Linked DNA regions of Mus musculus: regions 1 and 2 are each linked to region 3. Evidence: chromatin contacts called from public Hi-C and HiChIP or PLAC-seq data. All regions are on one chromosome and are shown on one strand. Each heading gives the region's core, a stretch centred on a gene start, on an enhancer-like site or on the middle of the called end of the contact. The rest is flanking DNA. Distances are from core to core; before and after follow the strand shown.

Evidence for each region. Hi-C and Micro-C count contacts between places; a contact is called where the count stands out from the background. HiChIP or PLAC-seq counts read pairs in DNA pulled down with a chosen protein or histone mark.
Region 1: an H3K4me3 HiChIP or PLAC-seq map of embryonic limb bud shows a contact between it and region 3, with 6 times the contacts expected there. The contact joins the promoter of Rxfp2 here to the promoter of Wdr95 in region 3. A contact is called at or near these places in 2 of 39 promoter capture datasets (embryonic stem cells and stem cell-derived epiblast-like cells), 1 of 484 Hi-C or Micro-C datasets (the N1E-115 cell line), 1 of 115 datasets of contacts at active chromatin or transcription factors (embryonic limb bud) and 1 of 9 other capture datasets (embryonic stem cells).
Region 2: a contact with region 3 is called in a Hi-C map of uterus, with 4 times the contacts expected there. The contact joins the enhancer-like site here to the promoter of Wdr95 in region 3. A contact is called at or near these places in 8 of 39 promoter capture datasets (the 3T3-L1 cell line, 3T3-L1-derived adipocytes, cranial neural crest and 5 more), 2 of 15 datasets of contacts at CTCF or cohesin (both in the NIH/3T3 cell line), 18 of 484 Hi-C or Micro-C datasets (B cells, the HPC-7 cell line, the MC3T3-E1 cell line and 12 more) and 6 of 115 datasets of contacts at active chromatin or transcription factors (differentiating embryonic stem cells, embryonic basal ganglia, embryonic forebrain and 3 more).

Annotation. Positions count from the first base shown.
Region 1 is chr5:150,016,735-150,020,184 of GRCm38.p6, reverse strand. Rxfp2 (relaxin/insulin-like family peptide receptor 2) reads right to left here and starts at 1,510. Exons shown (of 18, transcript NM_080468.2): 1 at 1,275-1,510. The coding sequence starts at 1,317.
Region 2 is chr5:149,202,420-149,205,938 of GRCm38.p6, reverse strand. Uspl1 (ubiquitin specific peptidase like 1) reads right to left here. Exons shown (of 9, transcript NM_001115149.1): 7 at 1,545-1,670. Among named protein-coding and RNA genes, the nearest start is that of Uspl1, 20 kb to the right of the region's middle. Within about 2 kb of position 2,043, at least 108 of the 459 cell types and tissues checked have an H3K27ac peak or open chromatin away from gene starts, as enhancers often do. A contact at or near this core is called in 3T3-L1-derived adipocytes, the HPC-7 cell line, the NIH/3T3 cell line and 5 more, where this site is marked.
Region 3 is chr5:149,526,711-149,530,131 of GRCm38.p6, reverse strand. It overlaps Wdr95 (WD40 repeat domain 95), which reads right to left and starts at 1,453. Exons shown (of 23, transcript NM_029440.3): 1 at 1,361-1,453. The region is part of intron 1 of Gm15997 (predicted gene 15997); the gene reads left to right.

The sequences.
Region 1 (3,450 bases), core at 261-2,760, 490 kb before region 3:
GAATGGGTAATTTGGTGAGCGGTGGTTAGAGTTTGGAGCACCGGTTAAAGATTCCAAGGACTCTTTCAATCACTCATTCTTAGCCATCCTCCAAAATTGAATATTATGACTAAAGACAGAACACAGGCTTCTGCTTTTAGATCTTAAATCAAATCAGACCCCTGTTTCTAAAGCTGTGGTTTCCTGAGAGAAGAATTTATTGTTTCTTTTTAGAGAATAGATTTGCATGCAGGAGAGGTTAGAATGCAAAATTGAAACTGCTCTGGGTACATGGGGGGTGGATAAGGCCTTTGATGAACGATGTGGAACAAAGTTTTAGTGTTGTTACAAGTTCAAAATAAAATTTTAAACATTTAAAAATCTTTTGGTAGTTGTCCTTAAATACTGTATTTTATGCTCGGAAGTTACATTTGATTGTCCTAAGCGGCGCGTTTTGCTTAAAGATGAAAACTGCTCACTTGTATCTTATTTAATTAAATTGATTTTTTAAAAGAGGCTAATGATAGTTTCAAATTCCAATATTTATTCTGAAAAGTTTGAAAGAAAAGCTATGAACTCATTTTGAACCAAAGTAATAATGAGCTCCTGTGCCCTGGACAGCAATAGGAAGTGTATAAACTTGTGGCAAAATTAGGTTTTTACTTTAGTTGTTTGTAGCCCTAAACACATGAAAGTCACTGGGTGGGAAGTGAGAACTTCACACCAACTTTCTAAATCTCAGAGTAGGTAAGAAAGTTATATCGAGTATATGTTTTTATATTTTAATAACTTTTATATAGGTGAACTCAGACATTTTTGGATTTGCTTGTGGTTTGCAGTCCCCAGTTTAGATTAACAAAAACAAACAAATATACCAAAAAAACCCAAACTCCAAACCCCATAACCACTAACAATCAATTACACTCATTTTATGAGCATATTCAAACAGGTTGAGTTTATACAAACGCATCTTTTAGTTTATGAATATCCTCCCTTGCTCTCAGAAGCACTTGCCCCTGCTCGAATTGATATGTCAACACTGATTTAGAAAATACAACCCATCTTTAGTTCTAACACATAAAAAGTCACGTTTCTGGGAGATACATACTGCATTTGAAAACTGCTGGGCTCCTCGGTGTGCCAGACAAATTAACGACCATTTCTGCGGATGCACAGCGGGATGTCTATCTTCCAAACACCGCACAGAGTCTCTTGTAAACATCACAGAACTACATAACGATTTTCTAATCTCTGGGAACCCTATGTCACTTGTAGCGAGAGAGCGGCAGCCTTACCTTTGACCTCTGTCAGAAGGATGACATGAAGTAGGAGCCACATTGCGGCCGGTGTGCGCTCGAGAGGTGTCCGGTGTCAGAGGAAAGAGCTGTAGATTTGCAGCATTGAGTTCGTAGACGTGTCCTTGCTTCTCAGAAGGAGTTTTGATAGTCTGGTGCCTCCCATGTGTCTGAGCATGCTCAGCTGAAACCTCCTTGGCACGAAGGGACACCGACGCTTGTCACTGGGGAGTCCGCTTCTCTTTCCGTCCTTTCCTTCTCTAGCTTTGCTTTCTTTTAAAAGTAGACTGGTGTTTCTGAACATTACATTCATCACGGTGTAAGAAGGGTAAGGTGTAAGAAAAGAGAGAGGTAAATAGCTCTCTAGCCTTATTAATAAGCAACATTTAATAGCTTAATATTTTTTTTCTCAAAGCACCTGGAGTGACTTGCACCCATTCTTAAAATCTAAACATAATACAAATTCCAGAGTGTGAAGGACCGTACATCTACCGTGGACCAACTGGGAAACTCTTTAGAAGCAGTTTTCATACAAGAAGCAACTGAGAGATGCGTCCTCATTGACACACACGGAGGACTGTGTGGAGGACCATACTGAGATGTTTTCAAGTGACATTCAGCAGAGGTGAGCGTTACAAGTGTGGCCTTGTGTTCGCCGGGGGAAGCATCCACCTAATACTTTGAATTTTACTTACTTTTCCCCATAATCACAGTCTCGCTTTAAAGCACAGAACTCCCCCACAATGCATGAAATCCGGAGTCCCACATCTACTCAAAGTCACTGTGACTTTCTTCCCCCCTCACACCCCAAAGATAGCTTTTTAACCAGTCCGCTTTGTGTAGGGACTCCCGTTGATCCCAGTGCGATCCTAAAGAACATCCCAAAAAGACAAGTAGGATTTTCTTGTCCGAGTACAGACTTCTTTTTTCACTACCTGGGAAGTGTCGGTGGAGAAAGGGTCCTAGTGTGGATTAGAGCGGAGGGTTTGGGAGCGGATGCAAAGGCTGTCTGAGGCTTGCTTGCAGTGACTGGCTGCTGGCAGCTGGGGCCAGCCTCGCTCTGTCTTTCCTTCCAGTTTTTGATAGGATACGGATTCAAACAGAATTAGAGATATACAATATTTTATTTATCACGTAATGAAGTTGGTTCTTCTGCCATTTTAAGAAGTGACTTAAATTTCTTTCAATGCTCTCCCTTGATACAGGACCAAAGGAAAAGGAATCAGGAAAAGAAATGCTCGAAGATCTTCTCTTAGGTTTAAAGAAACTTTTGTTGTTATTGTTGTTCACTGAACTTGAGGTCTTTTAAGATAGCCTCCACAACTCCCTCCCCAACCTCCCCAAACAAAGAAACTCCAACAAAACAAAAAACAACCCCCCCACTGTCACTTAAAAAACCCCCACCCTGTTGATTAAATGACCCTATATTTGTGTTCTGCCAAGATGACGGACGCTGAGATCTGGTGTTAAAGTCTAAAGCATAAACTCTAAAATGCAACTAAATACCATTAATTGGCCACCACAAGGCAATATTTGAAGTTTAAATATATCTCCCACAAGGATATATCTTCAGAGAAAGAAAACGGTGTCTAGACTTCAAAGAATTTAGTTTAGAATTCTGCATTAATATCAAAGGCCAAGCTTAATATCTTCTGAAATTGCAAAAGCCAGCTCATCGGTTCCCACCAGGGCCGCTCAGAGTTAATCTTTGAAATGTTAGCCCAGGAAGAGTCCGAATTCAACAACTATAAATAATAATTAAGACCTCCTCCAGCTCATTACTGACATTTGAAGGCAGAAAGCCTGAGCGTTTGGATGTGTTTGTGGTTAATGCATTTTAAATCTGCCCGGCATCCTGGGGGGTGCACGCTGACCTTTGACCTGCAACGGGAGAGGTTGAAATTCACACAGGCTGAAGATGTAACTAAGTTAAGCAGGGCGAATGGATTCAGACCCGAGAGGCAAACTCAGCAGGGAGATTTCAGGGCCGGCTTCATGCAGAGCTAGAATGGAAGGCCTGGCAAATTGGTTCAGAGAAGTACACATGTACTTTATTGATCTTGTCTTGAATCAACTCACTCTTATTGTTGTTACAATCACCCGTCGGCAGTGCCTGTACTTTTTGATACGAATACTGCAAGATTTCATGTAAATACGTGTCTTATTATCCACTACA
Region 2 (3,519 bases), core at 794-3,293, 320 kb after region 3:
GCAAAAGCAACAACTTTTATAACTTTTATAAAAAAAAATTTATGTTACAATGCTGTCAATTAGCAGATCAAACAACATAATAAAATCTAGCGGATTGTCAACCCCTGCACCTTGACAGAAAGCTGTTTATAAGCACCAGGATGCTCAGGCTTCTGCACAGGTGTGTGCAGGACAACAGCCAGCCTTGCAGCTGCCTTTGCCTGTCTCGGTATTAAGGAAGAGAAGCCCTGACACGAAGATCTCAAACCCTGGGCCCAGGCAGCCAAGCTGACTAGATTTGTGGGTAAGGCAGCGCCTCACTCACACTCTGAGAGCCAGGAAGCAGGGACAAAGCAAGCTAATAGCTGACAGGGAGGAGGACAGCAAACCCAACAGCAGCAGAGTACAAAGACAGACGGGAGAGAAGCTTTACCCAGCACAGCAGAACGGAGGAATGGTGAGCTGAGCACCACACAGCAGGCAGGCATACTGTGTGGACAGCTCATCTGTCCACAGCCTCCAAGATTCAGTATTTACATGCAACAGATGCTGCGGAACGTAGGGGGGAGGCCAGGGCCAGGCGATGAGATCGTGTCTGGAGAATATGCCTAGGTAGCAGGCCCAGAGAAGAGCTATGGAAAGGAAACTGGAGGGAAGGACGGAGGTCAGCAGCAAAGTTACTAGTTCAAAGAGGCCAGTGTGGGGCGGACCCACAGACCTAAAGCATTTGCATGTTGGGAGTATTAAGCTTTTAAACCGTTCAGCAAACAGAGCAAATGGAAAGCAAAACCTTCTATTACTACGTACACTATCTGACCAGAGGGAAACGACAAGGGCAGATCTACTCTGAGTTCTATTTACATTCAGAGTGCAAGGACATGCAAGCACCTGAGCAGATAGGGCCAGGTACACACACTTAGCAGCACCAGTCCTACAGCAGACAGACAGACAGCTGACCCAGCAGACAGACAGACAGCTGACCCAGCGCTTGCCAAGGAGTCAGCGGAATGGCAACTCTGAGCCTACCCTAGGCCAGCAGCAGGAAGTTTAGAATGAAGCCAGCAGCAGGGAGCTTGTAAGACGATGAAGTATCAGCAAGCTGATTGACATCCGGAAGAAAACAGACATTAAGACACACAGGTGGGGCTGGAGAGATGGCTGAGCAGTAAGGAGCACTTAGTGTTCTTGCTGAGGACCTGGGTTCGGTTCCCAGCACCCACACAGCAGCTCACACCTGTCTGTAACTCCAGTTCCAGGCTTCTAACACCCTCACACAGACATACATGCAGGTAAAACACAAATGCACATAAAAGTACACCCAATGGGAGAGGGAACAGGATGAGAGAAACACTACAAGAGACAAACTAAGCACCCTCCTGAAGCCTACTGTGTCCTGCTTGCCCACCCTCAGTTTTTACAGTGGTAAGCAACTGGTGGCCCTAAGTAAGTGTCCACTCCAACTTCTGAAGGGTAAGTGGTGCTCACTACTTCCCTTCCCACGACACGAGGAACTGTACATGCATCTTCACTGTCTCCTAAAAATGTTTAAGTAAATGGAAACTCACCTTTCCAACACCATTTTTCTTATTTGTGATTTACTGTTGCAGCTGTTACATGGACCAAAATGGGCAGCATTGAGTGGATGCCACTCAGGAACAATATTGGTAAAGGTGACCAGACTCTTCACACACCTAAAAAACAGGCACAGTTTGAATCCCTCAGCTAGCTTCGCTGGAGTTAGTTAACACGTGCAACTGCATGCTCTTGCTTGCCTCCCAGCCCCGCCCATATCAGCACAGCCATGCCCTCCCCTGCCACGGAAGAGACACTGGAGCCTCCACACCAACTGACATGCACAGAAGGGTGACCAGCAGAGCTTCCCTCCACTAATGCTCCAGAGAATCACTGCTGATGCCCTGCTGAGCACACTGGTTATTTCAGGGCCACCCCTGGTCTCCACTTAGCACATTGTAGAATCAGTCCCCAGCTTCCATACCCAATGTACTGGCAGCTACCTAGTGAGGAGCCATCAGAGGCTCTGGGTGAACATTGTTACTCTCAGGCTGTCTGACTCAGGCTGAGTTGTGATGCAAAGTGGCTTAGCATCACTGACAACAAAGAGAGTACTGTCTTCAAACAGATACAAACTTAAACTTTTCATCTGCTGGGGGGCTGGGGGTGGGGGCAATCACTTGGAAAACGGCGACAGTTAAAAGCCATCTTCAACCGTCAGCCAAGTATACTAAATCTTAGTTGCATCAACTCTAGTAAAAACATTTTCATTAAAGCAAGTATCACATTACACTCCCCCGACAAACAACTCTCCCGTGTCAAGTGCCATGGCCTTCATACAACAACGAGTGGCAGATAAACTGGGTCTGAATCAGGACCACCAGCCTCCAAAGGCCAGGCTTTTTTATGCTCTCCAAAAATATAACTACGGAACCTAATACAAGTCCTTATACTGGCACAAAACCCAGAGGCACTAAAATGAAAGGACTAGTTGACTAGCTTCTGTCAGAGGAGAAGGAAGCCAGTTGTTGTAACCCCAACGTACACTGATTAAAGGCCATCCTGTCTTAGCTTTGACTCTGAAATTGCTTTTTTTTTTTTTAGAATGAAAGATTAAAGAATGTTTAAAGAAGTTTCAGGTTTTAAAGAAATAAAGACAAGATGCAAACCAAAGTGGCTGCCGGTTTCCCCTGGGTGCTTTCTGAGCTCTGTGCGAACACTGCTAGAGCCCACTTTCCTTCTTATGCACAGAGCTGCCGAAAGATCAGAGTGCTGAGTCACTGGCCTCGCCAGTGAGTTCATAACTACTTTCCTAAGCAGCCAGTCATCTGAATTGCCACAACAGAAATCACTCTCAGTGGCTAGGTGACTCCTGGCACACACAACCCACTCAATGAAAAGCTGTCAAACCACTAGCCTGTGAATTCTAGAAAAGCTGTAATTAAGCTGATTCTAACCATCAGCCCTGTTTATATTATTAAAAACACACGTAGTGATTAGGGAGTTTAGCACAGGGAATCACAGAGGCAAGAAACGACACTAGAGGTCTCCTGATCTCCTACTGACTCGTTACTATGAACAGAAAACCTGACCCCTTGTACAAATCAATGGAAATCTGGGAGCAGAATCCTCCTTGGCGTAGACAAGTATTTCAAGTCCTAGTGTGAGTCTCCTCTACAGCTCTCTCCCAGGCTCGGCTCTGCCTGCTGTCCAGATCCCACGGACTCGCTATGCACCGCTCGCTCGCTCCTCATCATTTACCTGCTGACTGTTGAGGCTTGCTGGTGGGTGAGCTGCACTGGGCAGCCTGATTCCTGCTAATACTGAGCAATGACCGGCGAGGCAGACAAGTACCCAGCCTCTCTGACCGCTCTCCTGAACACTATAAATGCCACCATACACTAAGAGCAAATCCATGATGGAGGCCTAAAGCAAACAAAAGCCTTGTCTCTAACAGAGGGCAAAACACTGCCAAGGACTTCAGAGCAGACGCCCTGCTAAGAACCTTCCAGAGAGTGAAGGGTGCTA
Region 3 (3,421 bases), core at 204-2,703:
GACCTGGGGTGATGACTGGCCTTGGACCACCACCCCCCCCCTCCCCCCGCCTCTTAGCTTCCATCTTCTCCCTTACCGACCCAGAGCTCTCTGCGGCTCTCCTGCAAGAAAGCAAGATGGCAGCTTGTTACCAGCTAGATCATGTTGAGACCCCTTAGCCTTCAAGCCTCCACCAACACAGCCCCTCATTCGTTCATCATCTCCACTCCTGTGCTCTGAACTCGAGCTTCCTTCCAGTCCACCTAGCTACCTACCCACTTCTTTCCCTGCCCACCAAGGCTGTGCCCGGTTTATGCAGTGCCATTCACAGGCCGCCCTCTCCCTACCTGGAGTTGGTACATGTATGGAGTTGGCTCATAAAGCTCTCTTCCCTCGATCCAGTCCAGTGACTACTTTAGCGGTGCCAATACCGAGGATAGCTATCCCATACCTGGTGTTATTAGTGTTAGCACGTTAGCATTCCTTCTAGGTTCCTCCCAACAGTTAGTTACCTAGCAACAGCCAGGTGGGAGCCTGGGTTGCTATAAAAAGAACTGTTTGGCCTCTCTTCACTCTCTCTGACCCCTTTCTCTCTCTCTCTCTTTCTCTGACCCCCCCACCCTCCCTCTCCCCATCTTTTTCTGTCCCTTCTTTTTCTCTACTTCAACTCCTTTCTCAACCCCCTTCCCATGCCTCAAGTGAACATTTTATACTAGACCCGTGTTGTATGACTGGTACCTGGGGACAGGGGGCACCCACTAAGACACCCCCTCCCAGTGAAGCATACCGCGCTTTACAAAACATATCAAGTAGCACGGTTGAGTTCTTACTATATGTCATCACTAATTCAGTTACCTCTAAAAATAATTCCAAGAGAGGACTAAGGCAACCTTGGCCCAAATCACATCAACATTTGACACCCAGTCCGAGTCTTTACTAGTCACTAAATAGACACACTTTAAAAAAAAAAAAAAAAACTTCCCAAAGCACATTTATTGTGTGATCCTCCCCCCCCCCCCGCCCCCTTAAAGGGCCTAGCTAGATACTGAACACACGATATGTCTTTGATCCACTCACTGATTTGAGCTTCTAGCTTCCAGACTTAAGAATACCACGACCCCAGATGAGCAATTTATGGAAACAACAGTCACCAAGATCATTTGCCCTGGTCAATGACAGATGATAAACCATATCAGGACAAAGTGACCCGCAACATCCTGATAAGAAACCATCTCAGCCTCTGTGGGCTCCTTTTTCCTCTTTCTTTCCTCTTTTGGAAGAAGAAAATCCAGATCAGACACCTGAGAACTCATTGCTATTCTGTAGTCAGGTTGCTTCCAACTCTTTTATTCAAACCACCCCAGGGGCCTTGTGACATTACCTGCTAACGATTCTAACTCATCTTTCCAAACAAAGAGGCATCAGCCTGTCAAACAGCAACAGCCTTCCATCAACAGAGAGCTGAGGTCTCCTCCAGACTGGCAGAATGGGTGAGCGCTTACCGTACTCCCCATCCCCCACCCCGCGCCAGGGCCCTATGTGAATTTCTATGGGGTAATATTTACAGTGCTGGATGGCTGGGCCCTGTGGAGCTTAATGGGCTTCTTAATAAAGGCAGGCTTCATTAAGACAGAGAGCGCGGGGCGTCGTGCCCTTGCTTTGGAGGAGAGGACAAGCCAGCACAAGACGAATGCTCTCCCTCCGCTCGAAAATCATGCGGGTCAAGTGCCTTGTCACGCATTAACAGTCTTTTAAGTTGCTAGGCAGATCGAGAGGAGCCGAGCGGATAAACCAAGGCGGAGGAATTATGAGACCCATCCTGGTAGCACAAACGCTGGAACACAGAGCTGCCTTTAAACAAAGTAATTTGCTAAATGAGCGGCTGGCGGGTTTCCAGATGGCCAATGTGACACGGGCTTGGATGAATCCTTTCTTCAATCACGCGTTTGTCTGGACTGAGACATGAAAGGCCAGGTCAGAGCTACTGCGGTGGCTGCTGTAGCTTTGAAGCCCTTACATAAAACTCTACTGGTGTGGAACTCCGGCAGCTCCAGTGTGGCAGCTGGCGCGGGTGCCCTGGCGTTGGTGCTTGGGAGGCCACTAAGACAGCTGCTCCTTAAGCGGGAGGACAGCCAGCTCAGAACAGGGCTTCTCTGTCTTGCCTACCGCTTCGCTTCACACCAGGTCTCTGGGCAGGTGACCTTAGTACCAGATGAAACTGTAGTTGAAGTCTAAGAAGCAGAAATGTTGTAATTTTAAATATGAATTATTAAGAATCACTTAAAATCATTTCCATGAGTTTTGTCTTTCTTCCTTCAGTCCTGAATGATGTGTTTAAAATAAATAAATAAATAAATAAATAAATAAATAAATAAATAAATAGGAGATATGTGCTATGAGGTGTGGTGAGGTGTGGGAGAAGGGAATGTCTCAGCGGGCCCATGCCGAGGCATCCCTTCCCCATGAGGGACCAGCCACAGGTATAGTATAGTATAGTATAGTATAGTATAGTATAGTATAGTATAGAATAGAGTTTATTCAGGGCATGGGGAGGGGAGTTAAGAGGGCAGTGGAGGCAGAGAAAGGCAGAGAGAGGGAGAGTAGAGAAGTAGAGGAGTAGAGGCCAGCCATGAGCACGTGGAGGGGGGCGGGGAAGAGGCGAGGGGACAGAGTGGGAACAAGAGAGCAAGAGAACAAGAGGGAGAGGAGTGGGCAAGCAGCCCCTTTTATAGTGGGTCAGGCCTACCTGCCTGTTGCCAGGTAACTGTGGGGTGGAGTTTAGACAGAATTCTGACGCTGAACCCAGGACCTTATAAATGTTAGGTAAGCACTCTACCACTGAGGTACACCCCAGACCTCTAAGTCAGTTTGGAAATGCCCAAGATGGATGGAAAAAAAATCTACCTTAATTTTAATTTAGATTTAATGGAGGATGTATACAAGTCCTAGTTTTCAGACATGGTCTCTCTCAGCTGTGTCCCCTTTCTCACTAAATCGTATCTTGGTTTGAGGTCTTTATAGAGACAATGATGATCATTCCGTTCTGGGACGTCAAAGTCCGTGAAACACAGTGAATGAATGAAACCAGGTGATCTGGAGCCATCCGAGGGGCATGGGCCACACGGTAACCGGTAACATCACGAACGGGTGGCAGGCAGTGGGGAAAAAACAAACCAACAAACAATCTGGTTTCGCTGTGCCAAGCTCCGAGGCAAGCTTTACAGGGGGTTCTTAGCCTCCCTTGGCACAGATTTCTGTTCAGTTGCTAAGCAGTCAAGCCCCACCCCATGACGGAAGCCAAAGGCCAGACAATAGCTTTCCTCTTCACCCTGAGCCTCGCTGGGCTTCGGTTCATCTCTGACTCAAGAGGAAAAGTTTAAAACATTGAGTCACCAGTAGAAAGCTTCCGTAGCATTCTGGGGGAAACAGCAGTGTGTTGAGG